Linked DNA regions of Zea mays: region 1 is linked to region 2. Evidence: chromatin contacts called from public Hi-C data. All regions are on one chromosome and are shown on one strand. Each heading gives the region's core, a stretch centred on a gene start, on an enhancer-like site or on the middle of the called end of the contact. The rest is flanking DNA. Distances are from core to core; before and after follow the strand shown.

Region 1 (3,275 bases), core at 140-2,639, 210 kb after region 2:
CGCGTGCCCCTCTTCCCTCTCGGCTTTGCCGGCCCGCTCTACCAGACGCCGAGTCGTTGCCCCGTGTGCTCGCTCTTTCCCTCGCTCGGCCATGGGCCTCCCCTGTCAGTTCCGCCTTCCCCGCGTCCCGACGTGGAGCAGCGCGCGCACTCGCGCACGTCGCCGGAATCCTCGGCCACGTCGCCTGCCCACGCCCCCAGCTCCTTTTTTAGCACCGCCCGCGCCCACACTCACTCTCTCGTCCCATTTCACACAGCCCCGCTCCCTCTCGTGCTCTGCCCACGCCGCTCAGCTTCGCCGGAGACCCACGCCCGTCGTGTCGGTCTTCTAGCACGTCGGAGGCCACGCCAAGCGACCTCGAGCTCCGTCCCGAGGTGAGACACCCACCCCCGTGCTTGGTTTTTCCTATTTGTGCCTTCCTTTAGCCAATTTGGCCGCGCTTGCTCGCCTCGTGTAAGGCCCAAAACCTGTATAAAAAATAATAATAAAATAAATATATGAAGAAAATAAAATAGCAAATTCAAATATCTTAAATTATACTTGAGAGATGAAAATTAAGGACTGAATTTCGAAAACCAAGAAAGATTTTAGAAAAGAAGTAATAGAAAAGTTTTCTATTCAACCAAATGATGATGCAAATCATTAAATGATGAGCATAAGCATTTATTTACATGAGTATTTAATTTTGAAGTAAATTTTACTTCTTATCCCACATTCAAAATACTATTTTTCTAAAAAGTAAGAAAACAATATGAGTGTGTTTCATATTTCAAACATCTACCAAACAAATAAAACAATTAAAATAAACATATATCTATTGCTTCACAATTGATTTCGAGTATGCATTAAAATTTTGAATTCCTCAACTTTATCTTGGATTTGGATTTTAAATTTGTAAATCAAGAGAGAATGAGAAGGGAAATTTTAATGAAACCATTTACTCCTTCCATAAATAAATAATAAGGAAAGGAATAAATAATAATATTGTAAACTATAGATGTTATAATCACATTACCATTAACTTTGGCACTTGGGAATATGAAGTTCAAAATGGGAGTTTGAATTTGAATTTTATTGGAATAGAGAATAAAAAATAAATGAGAAGGGAAAGAAAGAAAAATATGTACTATAAAAAGAAAAATAATATTAATGCAAAAATAAAAGTATATGATCGATAGGGATAGGTTTGATATTTGAAAATATGAAAGTCAAAACAGAAAAGTTGAAACAGGTTTGAATCTGTAATGGGAATTTAAAATTTGAAATAGAAATCATAAAAATAATATAGGGAAAAATAGGCAAACCGCGCATGGGCCAACTCTAGCACCGCTCGGCCCAGTCTCTTGCACGGCCTAGCCCCATTTCTTGTTCCGCACAGCCCACCCTATGCTTCTTCCCGTTGCTTTTGTTTCGGTCGCTTACGTGTGGGCCCTCATGGTCGGACTCATCTCCCGCACTACAACAGACCGTGCGACCCAGGCTCTCGGTTCATCGACCTCGCGTGAATCGCGCCGTGGCGTGCGAGTGGAGGTGACCGGAATATCGGAAATCCGTTGAAGCTTACCGGCCGCCTCGATATATACGTGCGCCCTCGGCACCCTACCGCCTCTAGCCCAGCCCAGGATAGTAGTGGTGCCATGGCCTCCTGCATAGCCCCATCCACGGAGGTCGCATCCCTGCGCTTGGGCCACGCTCGGCCTCATCCCCAGTCGAGTCGATGTCTCTGATTCTGCAGTTGACGCACAACAACCCACGCCGGCCACCACCCTCCAGGCCTCGCGATCTTCTCCCATGGTGCTCGGCCCCGCGCTCCTTGTGTCGACATCCGCCTACTTCCCTAGGCCCTCGTTGTTGTACCACTCCCTGTCCCTGGGTCGAGTTGGTGCTTGCCAATCGAGGTGGGCAGGATGGAACCGCCGCCGGGGGAACTCCGATTCGCCGTTCCCCAAGCCTCTTTCGTGGTCCGGGTGGCAACCTGGGCGTTGTGAAACCTCTCATCGGCGCCGCATTGACTGCGCTTGCTGTCCACCCATCGCGACCCGGAAGTCTCCGTTCGTGTAAAGCCCAAAATTGGTAAAAAAAACAATAATAATAATAATGTAATAGATAAATAAATTTAAGAATCGTCCTTTAATGATTTTTTGAAACCTTCTTGTATTTCTAATGCCCTTGAATGTTTAACTTCAAAAAGAAAAGAGGAAGGAAATTGTATTAAAGTTATTTACTATTGCTAGAATTAAATAGGAACAATTGGATCTATACCATTAAAAGATCTAAACTTTAGATATATACCATGAACCCCACATACCATTGACTCATGTGGACCCACATGTAAGTGAGATAGTAATGGTATGGATCCAAAGTGGTGATCTTTTAATGGTATGGATCCAAATTTCCCAATTAAATAGTGGGAAGAAGAATAAATAATATACAAATATAATTTCAAAGAGCAAAAGTATCATTCAAGATAGAATTGTGAATTCAAAGTTCAAAACATGAATTTAAATTTAGTTTGGGATTTGAGAATAAGAGAAAGGGGAATAGAAAATAAAATAGAGAAGGAAAGAAAAGGATATTATACAACACCAAAATAAGATTATAAATAAATAAATTCATCTTATTTTTGGGTAGGTTCAAATTGCACTTTTAACTTGGGAATAAATTTGACACAAGATTGGAATTTAAAATTGAAAGGGAAATTTGAATTTGGAAAGGAAGAAAAGAAAAAAAGAAAAATAAAAAAGGGGCTTCTAAGCTAAATGGGCCGGCAACCATCCTAATCGGCCCATTTTCCCCCTCCTCTTTCTTGTATGCGCGCCTGCCCCAAACCCTAGCCGCCATCCACTCATTCGCGTGCCACGTCACTGGCACGGTGGGGCCCTTATGTCGGTCTCACTGGCAACTTGTGCCCACGCGCCAGTCGTAGCTTGCCGCTCCTACGTTGTCGCTGCAGTGTGGGACCAGTTGGTCAGCGTTCACCTGCGGAGCGAGCCACGTGCCTCGGAACTAGGTGCTGTCAGGTGGGGCCCGAAGACCAGGCCGTCGGCTTCAACCACTTCGACCGAAGTTGCGGGCGCAATCGTCGACAATCCCGGTCTTCGCGCGCGGCCATGGGGCATTCCCTGGGGCGTGCTTGGACTCGGCCTCTTCAGCTATAAAGGCGGGACCCTACCCTCGTGACCCTCCTGTTGCGTCCAAGTCTAGGAACCCATAGCCATTAGTGAGAGAAAGGAGTTTACCGCCGCAAAGGGGTGGCGCTCCATTGGGCGATCGGC
Region 2 (2,940 bases), core at 334-2,833:
GTGATGTTGATCCGACTCTATTCCTCTTCTGTTAACTTCTTCTTGTCCAAATCTTGCCTCCTCACCTGACGAATGGTTCCCTGAACCTCCTGTCGGATGAGACACATGAGGGGCGGTCTGGGATGTCTGGAAACTGGGTGGTATTGCCTGTGGATGAGCTCCCATCAACCCGTCACCAGTTCCTCCCCTCTGCGCGACGCTCCCTCCTCGGTTTGCATTCGCCACCACATTTGATAGTCGCGCTTGATCTTGGGATACCTGTGCCAGAGACTTCATGGAGAGATCCATTTTTGCCTGCACGTACTGTGTGATCTTCTCATGCTCCATCTGTCGCTTCTCCATCTCGGACATCTTGGTCGACAGCGTGTCCAACCCATCCATCTTCTTCGACAGCTCCATGAGAGTGGCAGTCGACGCCTCCCATGCTTGCTGGAACTTCTCAGTCAGCCTTTTCTCCACCTCTTCCATGGCTGCAACCACGTGACGCGCCTGAACAGATGGCCGACTTGGCGCCGTGATGTCTTCCCTGAGATGTCGCTCGACGACGATCGAAGTGTCGCCGGAAAATGCCTCTGATACCAGTTTGTGATATCCGGTGGATTATCGCCAGAGATCACCGGAGAGAAGAGAGAAGAAAGGGAAAGAACACAGGCAAGAGAAGCAGACAGAGGTATGAATATTTGGTTTCTGTTCTTCCATCCCTTCTTCAGCGCAGATATTTGCCTCTTATACGTGTGGCTGACCCGCCCACGAATACACGGCCACAATACGGCCCAATACCAGAGATTAACAAAGTCTAACAATTGAGATTACAAGGCCAAATCCGGCCCAACAGGATCCACTAAAACCAAACCTTGTCCGCATACCTCTCCTACCGCCAACTCAGTCATCCGCGACGGTGTTTGCCTGATCCTGATGCAGCACCGATGTGACACTCAACCCCCGGAGGCCAGAACCTGGGCCACATATGAAGACGGGAGTCCACGAAAATTGTTCCCAGATAAACCAAACGACCAACGAACCCCGAATTCGCGGGGCTACTCAATCAAGAGATGCATGCTGCGTTGCGCGCACCTGTTTCTTGCGGTTATCACCGCCAGAGAAGAGGCAGTACACGCGGCCGGCGCGGCCGCAGGATCGGCGATTAAGGCATCCAGGGATACTGGGGAATCGACCGGCATAGAAGGAGGTGAGGACTCCATCGCGGGGGAAGGCGCGGAGGCGAGCGGAAGGCGGAGGAGGCCGCGCAGGCGACATGGCTCGCTCGGTAGCTAGAGTGGCGTGGCCGCGTGGGTTTGTGTTACGGTGAAGGCTGCTTACACAACTGGGCTGGGCCTACTTTTTTTTTTTTTGCCTTCAGAGTCTGTTCTCGTGAACAAACTGTTAGGGCTAGTTTAAAAACTCAAATCCCCTTCGAGATTAGAGGGGATTAGAGAGAAAATTAGTTCATTTTCATCTCAACCCCCTCCAATCATGAAGGGGATTTGAGGTTCGTAAAGTAGCCCTTATGTGGTTTGTCCTATCTCCTGTGAGTTTGACAACAAAATCATGATACATAACATGTAATCTCAGCCAACAGATTTACCATATTTTACAATAGACACCACTATGATAATAAGAACACCACGATAATTATTCTTTGAACGTTTCATGCTAAAGAGCATGGCATCATGGATAACGACATCAAATCAGATGAACCAATATGCATCGATAGGAACAAGCAGCGCTAGGCTATGGATTTATCAGCTCAGGTGGAAGGTAAAAACACACAGTTTAGAGAATGACAAAGCAGACCAATCTTGTTCACTTGAATAGTAGACACAAAAACTTCCATTACTAATCATATCCTATAGCAAACTACACTATGGTTTCACGCCAGGAGCACAATAATTTACAACACACCATTTGACTTCCTCATATCTTGCTCTTTGGTTTCCTTGTATCGTGCTCTTAATGTATAGACATCATAACGATAATAAAGTCTTTTAATACTAAGAAAATTAACTTCTTAATGTAGGTATACAGATATAGATGGTTGTTCACGCGTTAATTTGCATCACACACCAAATCCATAATAAGAGCACCATTGTAGGAAACGGTGACGCCTAATAGGAGGCGGTGAATTAAGACTTTTAAAACTTCTTTCTAAACAAGGACACAAAATAATCCCTAAAACAAAACCTATGCAAATATCTAAACTAGATTGTGTAAACTAGGTTTTTGTCTATGTGTTGTTATCTCTACCTTAAAAGAAGTAATGCAACCTAAGTTCCAATCCTATATACACTAAGAATAATAAAGATTGTAACTTAGGTAAAGATAGTAAATGTGGATGATTAAAGAGCTAGTAGAGAAAGCAAACTCTCGTGGACGACGCTGGTTCTTTTACCGAGGTATCTGGAACCATGAAAGTTTCCAACTAATCCTCGTTGGTGCCCATATGCAAAGGGTAGCCCACGCGAGGGCCAAGCACCACGAATGAGTAACTCCATAGAGAGTCATGTGCCTTCTCCACACGCAAGTAGTGCTTCGCTTCCGGCCTCTTCTCGGACGCTCACCGCTGTCTTCACTATCGAGTTTCTGGTCGAAATGCCATGGGCCTCGTTCCCGGTACACAATGGCGGCCGTGATACAAACTCAATTGTCACGGTCTTGCAAGACTCTCGCCCTAGTCGGTACAATATTACAACGGCTCGCGCAAGAGCCGAGGGCTGTGGTGGGTTTTTATTACTTCACTCAACTAACTAGCATTACACTAGAGCAAGCGCAATGGCGGTCTAACTAGCCTAAGCACCTTGCAAAGCACCTATACTAATCACCAGATGAATCTCTTATGCACTTGTGTGTTGGACCTTAGAAATGTGCCTCTATGCCTATGATATGTTTCTTGTGCTCCACACACTTCAAATTGCCAGTTGGAGGGGTATAAATAGCCTCCCC

The links. A called contact is a pair of places that touch in the nucleus more often than the background predicts.
Region 1: a contact with region 2 is called in a Hi-C map of ear, with 2.6 times the contacts expected there. The contact joins the enhancer-like site here to the promoter of LOC111589729 in region 2. A contact is called at or near these places in 2 of 25 Hi-C or Micro-C datasets (ear and leaf).

What each region holds. Positions count from the first base shown.
Region 1 is chr7:72,951,257-72,954,531 of Zm-B73-REFERENCE-NAM-5.0, forward strand. No RefSeq gene overlaps it. Among protein-coding and RNA genes, the nearest start is that of LOC109940897, 58 kb to the left of the region's middle. Within about 2 kb of position 1,390, at least 20 of the 20 cell types and tissues checked have an H3K27ac peak or open chromatin away from gene starts, as enhancers often do. A contact at or near this core is called in ear and leaf, where this site is marked.
Region 2 is chr7:72,737,288-72,740,227 of Zm-B73-REFERENCE-NAM-5.0, forward strand. It overlaps LOC111589729 (transposon Tf2-1 polyprotein), which reads right to left and starts at 1,584. Exons shown (of 4, transcript XR_002748844.2): 1 at 1,075-1,584; 2 at 1-956.